2 separate regions of the Anser cygnoides genome follow, and region 2 is linked to region 1. The links are chromatin contacts, called in public Hi-C maps. All regions are on one chromosome and are shown on one strand. Each heading gives the region's core, a stretch centred on a gene start, on an enhancer-like site or on the middle of the called end of the contact. The rest is flanking DNA. Distances are from core to core; before and after follow the strand shown. Region 1 holds the start of WASL (WASP like actin nucleation promoting factor). Region 2 overlaps WASL (WASP like actin nucleation promoting factor).

Region 1 (4,566 bases), core at 1,647-4,146:
CAGCCATGCTTTTGTGGTTGCTGCAGCGGTCTTTGCACTTGTACCATGCTGTTCCACTTGCCATTGATTATGAGATCGAAGAAGGAAGGTTGGAGATTTTTTCTGTTGAGATCTGCATTCCCCTTTAAGCCTGCTTGTTCTTCGGTGTAATGAGCTGTCTCCTCACCTTATGGATAGGATAATAAGACAACAGCGCTGTATGACCTAAATTCAGTACTGGGACAAAAATCAAGATTTGAGAAACACAGTGCTGCTATTTAAAAAACAATAATAACAAAAATCCTTGGAAAACTAACTTCTTGCATTGAGAAAATTCAGAACTTCAAAAAAACTTTGAAATATACTCTGATTCGTAGCTCTAGAAAAATCAACTAAGTAGAAAGTCTTGCTCAGCTTTTTACTTTATTTTCAATTGCAGAATGCTATTTCTGAAATTGGGTGAATATTTAAACTCTGAAACTCAAAGTGTGTAACTTCAGCCTAGTTATGGAATTCAATTTGCAGCTGGCAAAGAAAATACTGAGAAAAACAGAGGTCCCCATTTAAAGATGAACTTCAGAGACACATAATTTCTGTCAAAGTTAAGTCTGACAAGGATAATAAAATCTGTTTATTAAATACATATTTATAATATAACACTTTAAAATCATTACAGGTGCTTATACTGACATAAGAATGTCACTTATGATGTACTCCAGTACCTTGGCCTTATGAGCTGGTATCTTAAATAAATAGAATAAATGCAAATGAATAGCAGCTTCCCACAGTTTATTGGCATCAGGAGTGGACAACACAGCTCGAAGCTTCCTACTACAGTACTTACAGACATTCAGAGGAAAGCTTAGGATAAAAAATGACAGCAATTTCCCTAAGAGAGGTCAGAAAGAACAATGTGATTTCTTCAACATACAGACAGGTAGCTCTGGTTGGTGGCTTTGCTTAGCAGAATTTTGCTCGAGACTGGATGTTTTATGCAGGAATGGCAGCTCAGCTGAAATTACTGCAAATGTAAACACCAAAGGCAAAAATCTATTTTTCTTTGGGACCCTTGTACTCATCAGCAGATACTGATATTTCCATTTCACTTCAGGACTCACTGCTTTGCCATGATACAAAAACAGAAACAGCTTTTGCATTATTAATGAAACACAAGATCTGAAAATAGCCCTTTTTTCTTCCCTTTCCTGTCTACCCCTATTAAAAAAGCATACAAAATCTTAACAATAGAGCCTGAAGGTTAAAAGGCCCTTAAGAATAGTTACCAGCCAGCTGGTCTGAGAGGAACAGTGTGAAGCAAGAAGTATCACCCAGAACTGTTTGAATGGAAGGATCCATACAGTAAGGAACAAACAGTAAAAGTTAACAGAAATGAGTGGGGGAAAAAAAGCAATGAACATAACAAACCAGAGAAGTGAGGAAAGTACCAGCATTTACCTGTGAAAGGTGTATTATATTTTTAGCTATTTACACTATGACCACCAAGACACGTACGAAATTTCCTTGAAACAGGCTCTGGCTGCAAAATAATTGTGAAAAAAGGAAAGAAAGAAAAAAGAAGTGCCTTGTAAAGTGCTTCCATGTGTTTTATCTCTTTACATACATTTTCAACAAACGGAATGCTGCCAATATTCTTTAGCTAAAATATTTCCCCTTCCACTAAAATATGCACATACTTACACAAGAAAGGAATGAAAGCTGAAGTACCTATGACTGCTGAAAAATACTTTGAAAGAACTGGTTCCTACTGTTTGCTGTTCCTTTATAGCAAAGACCCAAGCCACTTCTGTGAGATCTGCACACTGAGGAGTCCTGTACGCATGTATTTTAAATTCTTTTTATGCTGAAAGTTCAGGATTTCCCACTATGTTCTGTCTTCCGTATGTTTTCGGACACAGCTACAGGCTCTTTTAAGTACAGTGAAAAGGGCCTGTAAGCAGAGCAGAAGGGGTCGCCATCTGTTCTTGCCCAATCTTTTGGAAGATAGGAAGAGAACTCAGCACAGCTTCATGTAAGATTTGTGTTCACAGATTTTCCTCCTGCGCTCCCCTAGCTCCTTTCCTCCTGTGCTTCATCGGTTCTTCCCTTTAATACAAAGTAAAACATCACGGGGGAATTGCTTTAGCATCTTCCAGATGGGCAATGAATTGATCAGAGGAGGTGAAGCTGACATATACGCCACTTAAAAACACCGAGAAGACTAGGAAGGTGCTCACCTAGCCATCTCTTTTTCACCTTTGTCTTCACAAGTATTTCTTCTGTGCAGCTGGAAGTCAGACTGAGCATACGGCAGCTGTGCCAAGGCTCTCCAAGCTCCGAAAGGCCTTCGGCCTCCATCTCTGCTACTGTCATGTGGAGAGAAGCATCGGGGATGGGAAATCCGGCTGACAAAGTGTACTGACTGTATATAGGAGGTGTCCTCTGCAGCTGGCCCCTCAGAGAGCTCAAAATACCCGCTACAATTTTTAGTTATTTCACCTCCAGCTGTAGAAGGCTGTGCCAGGCGGGGTACCGGCTCTGACACCCGCTGCTCCCTGCCTGGGTGACCGTGCCGAGGGAACTGCTTCTGCACCGCATAAACCGCCCACCCTACGCAACGCAGAATAACACCATCCACTCGGTAATTTGCACGGTGAAATTATTCAAGGAAACGTTCTTCTTTCAAAGAGAAAAGGTCAAAAAAGGGTTCTGGAGTTACTCATTGAATGGCTTTTGACTTAAAAACCTGACAGGAGCTCGGTGCCGGGCTCCAGCCGCGCTCTGCCTGCCCCCACCCCGGCACCGGCGGCGCTAAGCCCCGCTTATAAAAGCGCTGTGCCCGCTCCTTCCTCTTCTCCTCGTCTTTCCTCCTCCTCCTCCTCCTCCTCCCGGCAGGTATTTAGGGGGAGGGCGCCGGGGAGAGGCCCTTGGCGAGGCGAGGCCGCGACGGGGCGGGAGCGGAAGGGAAAGGGAGGGAAGGAAGAAGGGAAAAGGCGGCGGCGCTCTCGCTCCGTCTCTCGCCGGCCTCCCCTCCGCCTGCTGTGGTCTCGCCCGCCCCCGCTGCCATGTTGGATCGTGCGGCCGCCGGAGCCGGGCCGAAGTTGGAAGTTTAGCCCGGCGCCCGGGGCGGGCGGCCATCGGCCGGGCTGCCCGCCGCCCTCCCTCCCTCCGTCCCCCCGGCCCCTAGCGGGAGGCTCCGCCATGCGGCTGCCGTGAGGCGGCGGCTGGACGAGGACGAGGAGGAGGAGGAGGAGGAGGAAGGGGCCGAGAGCGCCAGCGGTTGCAGGGCGGCGAGGGAGGGCAGCGCCGCCGGGCCGGCCCCGGCCATGAGCGGCGCCCCGCAGCAGCAGCCCCCGCAGCCGCGGCGGGTCACCAACGTGGGCTCCCTGCTGCTCACCCCGCAGGAGAACGACAGCCTCTTCGGCTTCCTCGGCAAGAAATGCGTGGTGAGTCCCGGCCCCGGAGGGGACCGGGGCGGGGGGGGGGGGGGCTGTGCCGGCGGCTCCCCCTGCCCGGTGCCCACCGTGCCCGGGCGGTGCGGGTGGCCCCGGAGCTCGGGGCGGGGGGGACGGAGCGGGCCGGGGGGCTCGGCCGCTGCCCCCGGGAGGGAAGCGGGCAGAGCCGGCTGGGGAAGTTTGGCCGCCCCGCCAGGCCGGGAGGAGCCGCGGCAAGGCCCGGGTCGGTGCTAGGCCTGCCTCGGCTGGGCTGGGGGGGCCCCGGCGCGGCATCCTCCAGGGTCTGCTTGGGGGAGAGCACAGAGCCGCTCGGAGGGGCGGGCAGGACGCTGGTTAGAAGGACAAGCCGTGTAGCAAAGGTGTTCCCGAGTATATCAGTAAGCTCTTCGTTTTCAGAGTACCTTCTTGTATGTTAATGTAAAGCTGTACCCATCTGTGTTTAAAAAAAAAAAAAAGCCACTTGATAGCTTCAGAAGTCAGCTTTTAGGTTCCTCATTTTCAGAATACCTCCTCGTATGTTTATTTTAAACTTATATTTATCCGTATTTAAAAAGAAAACACCCCCACATAGCTTCAAAAGTCAGCTTTTAAGTTCTTCATCTTCAGAATATCTTCTCGTATGTTAGTGTAAAACTGCTCATCTGTATTTAGCAAACAACAGCCACTTGACAGCTTCAAAAGTCAGTTTTGAAGTTCTTCATTTTCAAATACCTTCTTGTATACTAAGGTAAATCTCCATTAGTCTATTTTTTAACACAAAGCAACCACTTGATAGCTTCAAAAGTCAGTTGTCTTTTTAAAAAAAATACAGTTCTTTGAGAAAAACAAACCACTGTATTTCTGAAAAAATTAAACAAAACCTGCCCCTCTTGTCCAAACGACCACTTGGAAGCCATTTCAAAGGGGTACCTGGTGTCCTGTGATGCTTTGTGCCCGGCACGAGAGTGCTGCTGTCAGGCAGCTCGCCTCTCTCTGCGGTGCCATGGGGAATGTTTCATGGGCTTTAAGTTGTGGCTCGGAGCGGGGTATCGGTGCCATCGCAGTGCTGCCACATACCTCTGGACTTTGAAACGGTATTGTTGATCAGCCCGTCTCTTGCGAGGGAAGTGTGAGATGTAGTGACCGAACAGGAAGT
Region 2 (4,495 bases), core at 1,507-4,006, 49 kb after region 1:
CTGGATAAAGTTAACAACAAAATTGATGTTAAAGTTGATGTGCACTGTGCAGTCCAGAATATTCCAGTAACCACAACAGTCTTTAGCTCACAAAAATATTTTTTATCTGCTTGTACAGTAAACCGAAATCCTGTTAGAGAATAAACATGGGGAAACAGTTCTTATGTTTTAGAAATTAATCTATCTTAAGTTTAAAATTCAATCCGGAACAAGCTGGCCTTTCTCACATCTCACATTCTCTAAAAAAGAGTAATAGTAAGTATGACATGAGAATTTGATTATTTCTTTCAGCAGAAAACAAGATAAAAATTTCCTACCTGGGGAAGGGAATGAGAAAGGAAACGTAATTTTCAACCAGTATCAATCTAAACTGAACATCACGTCTAGCAATCTTAAAATATAATATTACCAGGTGTCTTGTCCTGACCTTCAACTGATTGTTCTTTTTCAGAATGTTGTGGGCGAAATTGGTAGCACTTCTGTCATATTAATTTGGTGCATGCAATGACTTGCTTTTCCTGTTTTTTAGATGAAGATGAGGATGAAGATGATGAAGAAGACTTTGAAGATGACGACGAATGGGATGATTGATCATATATTATATTATATATATATATTTTTTAAGGTGAATGATATACTAAACACTACTTTCTGTCTATGGATTCTGTAAAATTATCATGTAAATGTTCTACCAATTTGCTGTATATTTTTGTTGCCTTTTGCTTTTTTATTAATCTGTGCAATACCTCATTTAATCTGTAAAGGTTTGTCATAATCCTCTACAAAGCTACTCCCTGTTAATGTGTGCAAGTTTACACCTGGATGATCATGTACATGTGAATACTTTCCATTCCATCAGTAAGGGAGTTTAAATGTAATATGTGAGACTGACGAAAACCTTAATGTAATTTAGTTATAATGCAAGAAGGAAAACACTATTTTCATACCCTACTTTTTCTGTATCTAAATTTTCTTATTAAAACCTAGTATAGCACTATGTTCTTTAAGTGATGCAGCTCTTAGTTTATTTAGCCCCTTCATTTCAAATGCAGTGCTACATGAATGTTGAGGCTGGTTTATACTATTGCATGGTTTCAAATACATCACAACATTGCAGTTCAAATCTTAGCAGTATGCTTTACGTAAAACAAAATCACAACGGAAATGCACAGCTAGTTGTGAAGATTACCTTGCCCTAACTGTAGCAATACTGACTGCTATCGAACGGCAGTAGTAATTGAATACTATAATTAGGGAACTCTCTATCTGAGGTCAAACAGGGTGGCTTTACGTTGTAAGTGATAAAGGCATATTTGATGCAGACCAGTTCAGTCCTATTTTTTTCCAACTCTTGTCTTTCAGAATGAAGAAATGTAAATTACTGGGGGCTATACTGGAGACTGGCAATTGCTACAGTTTGATTTATTTTTTAAATCATTTTTATGTGGTTTTCAGGCTGAAGGGCTGCGTTTAATGCTTGCTTCAATAATGTTTAATTACTTTTTTTTTAAAATTTGTAGGGCATTGGTGTACTAATAAAGTAAACATAAGTGGGATTACTTTGCAGTCTTTGCGTTATGGTACATAACAAATGCTAAAGCACCAATCCTACATCCAAAAAGTTGGAAAGCCATTAACTCACAATGTACAGTTTGACTACATACTGAACTTTATGGCAATATTCTGTTCTCATACGTTGGCTTTAAGACCAAGGGTTGTGATGAAGATCAAGAACCCTATTCACAAGAGTACTCTTTGAATAAGTGGACAGAAAATGGAATTCTCATTTCACAGCTCACACGTTTATATGTTGTACTTTATAGTGCAGTAAACCTTGGCATATCTGCCTATTACAAAATACTAATCTGTGCTGTGCAGGTATTTAATATCTGCAGCATAAATTACTGTACTTACTGTAATTTTCAGGTAGAAAATCTTTCTAAAAACGCTATCTGACACAGAATGTTTAGTTAAGTCAGTCATATTTGGAGCATAGTTAATGCATAGTGTCCTGGGCCATGGACTGTAGTCAAGGTATCAAACTCAATTTAAGTTATCGGAATTGTATCGACTGAAACCCAGCGATGACCTGATCTTGACAGGCTGGACCTGCATGATACGGCTTGGATTTCTAACCCAGTTATAACCTAGTCTTTAGCAAATTAATTTAGTTATGTGAGAAGAAAGGAAAGTTGCTGAAAAGTAGTGGGAGGGGTAAGGTTGTAGTTAAATTTTTCAGAGGATGCTACTTCCTTCCGAGAGTAATTTAAGCACATAACACTAGGAAAAACTATTTCCAAGTGATGTAATTTCCTTGCGGTAACTCTTATTGCACTCTGCTGCTGGAAACACTTCCTACGAGCTTTGCTGCTGTAATGGCTTGAGCATTGGATCAAGTGCAAGTGCAGCCAGGGGTAGCTAATGGCAGCGGAGTTAAGAACTCGTGTAGAAGGAAAATATTTGTATGACTTTCATATAAGTTCTGGTACTGCTCCCTCTTTTTTATTGCATATAGGGCATTTTGAAATTAAGCAGATGAGGCCTAGAGGTTTTCCTAACATGCTACTTACTAGATATGTTTAGCTGTTATGTTCCCAGAGTTGGAGTTTCTGTAATATAGTTAATAATTAAGCATCACAGTTCATTAATCAAATTTCTGTTCCAGGTTTTGAGAGCTCTGAAGTTACGTTATTGAGTAAAACTTTAATTTGTAGATACTGGCCAAAGAAAGCTTCTGGTTTTTCGTTTCCTTTTACTTCATGCAGAAAATACACTCATATTCTGTGGTGTCCAGGTTAATATTTACTTTAAAATAGTGTATGTACATGACAAATTTCGGGCATAAAGACTGCAACGGCAGTTAAGTTAGTCATAACTGCATGCTTCAGCACTCCGCCACTTGCACTACGAGCAGAAGATAGCATTTCATGATAATGGTGCATTGTTGCTAAACATTGTAATGAAGGCCTCTCGTATATTCTGGTTAAATGACTGTCCAGATAGCCTTAGCAATTAACAAACTAGCATGAGGCTTTTGTATTTCAACACTCTATGTGCATAGACAATATCAGCTAGCCACTTGTACGTATGAAATCCGTAAGAACTTCTCAATCATTCAGTTTTCCATTTATCAAACTGAAATTTTTAGTATGTGAATTTTTGAAATGTACAGTGAATAGGATGTTGCACTGGTGGCAATTCATCATGGAGCATAATAAAATTAATTTGACCCAACTAGTGTAAAACTGTGTGGTTTTTAAGTGCTAATTGTGGCGCAGCTTTTAAAATAGATGTACATCTTGCTTACACGCTTCAAAAGTCGTTTTGGTTGCCTAGCCAAGTTCACAAAGCAGTAAATAGCGACTGTCAAATCACAGCAGTTTTGATGTCTGGAAAGTTGGATTGTGCTAGTGAATAAACACAATGAGTAAGAATGTGACACCCCGTGCTCCTGGCACATCTGACAGCTGCTCAGCAGCTTCTCTGGAAACAGCTACTGCTGCAGGCAAGTGCAATAATACGGCAACATTTCAAGGTCAAACAAACAAGGCTTCGTTAATCCAGAATGAATACTAACGAGTTAACTCTTCGCAATGAATGCTGCGACTTAGGAGGTTTTTACAGATGTAGATCCTTGTCTTGTATGCTGCAGTGCTTGGGCTTGGGACGCTTCAGCCTGGTTTCCTCTAAAGCACACGAAGAGTCTGGCATTTTGAATTTTTATCTAGTGTGTACTTTCTTCTGAAGCTTATTACTGCTCTGATGTGTAGGCCGTAAGTGGAAGGCAAAGTTGAAATTGTTGCTTAGAGGGTGTGCTGATTAATATGAAGTTCTCTCTGCTCCATGAACAGAAGCTTAAAAAATATGTTTGAAAAGAGCTTTTTCTTTCTTTTTTTTTTATTTGTCGGTGGTTACTTTCCCAAGTAAGATGTATGTAAAGAGGAAAAAGGAGATGTTCTTTTGTTTATAAGACTTACTGATCCATTGCAACAGCCTCTATCTAATCATTAGAGGAATTCCTGGTCTAATTAAAGCTCCTGAAGCTCAAGGACAGTGATAAGCAGCTTTATTTATAGAAAAGTGTAAATGGGTTAGGGAAGCTTAGAAGATACTAAACCTCTCTCAAGGGCCAGAGCTATCCTCTAGCACAGCAGTAAGGACGCCTGTTGCTCTGTATTTGTTTGCTGCTTGAAGTTTTCTTCTGAGCAAAAAAGGGACAGGGCAATGTGAATTTTGGAACAGAAGCTGTGCAGGTTTGAGATTGGTTATGGGTGACACCAGCCCAGCCCTGTTCTCTAAGGTGGTGTTCAAAAGCGTGAGTGTGTCTGCACAGTTACAGGGGAGACTTCATATCTACAAACTATTACAGCACATCTATTTTTTGCTTGAAGAAATAAAACATGAGTTTGAAATGACTGGTTTAAAAGGGTGAACGTGTTGAAGAGAGAAATAGAATCATTGCATTGCTATTGAAATATAAATAGTTTTTTTTTTG

Evidence for each region. Hi-C and Micro-C count contacts between places; a contact is called where the count stands out from the background.
Region 2: a contact with region 1 is called in a Hi-C map of liver, with 2.9 times the contacts expected there. The contact joins the enhancer-like site here to the promoter of WASL in region 1. A contact is called at or near these places in 3 of 7 Hi-C or Micro-C datasets (all in liver).

Annotation. Positions count from the first base shown.
Region 1 is chr1:24,098,002-24,102,567 of Taihu_goose_T2T_genome, forward strand. It overlaps WASL (WASP like actin nucleation promoting factor), which reads left to right and starts at 2,897. Exons shown (of 12, transcript XM_066990609.1): 1 at 2,897-3,422. The coding sequence starts at 3,303.
Region 2 is chr1:24,147,130-24,151,624 of Taihu_goose_T2T_genome, forward strand. WASL (WASP like actin nucleation promoting factor) reads left to right here. Exons shown (of 12, transcript XM_066990609.1): 12 at 530-3,234. The coding sequence ends at 591. Among named protein-coding and RNA genes, the nearest start is that of LMOD2, 26 kb to the right of the region's middle. Within about 2 kb of position 2,757, at least 1 of the 3 cell types and tissues checked has open chromatin away from gene starts, as enhancers often do. A contact at or near this core is called in liver, where this site is marked.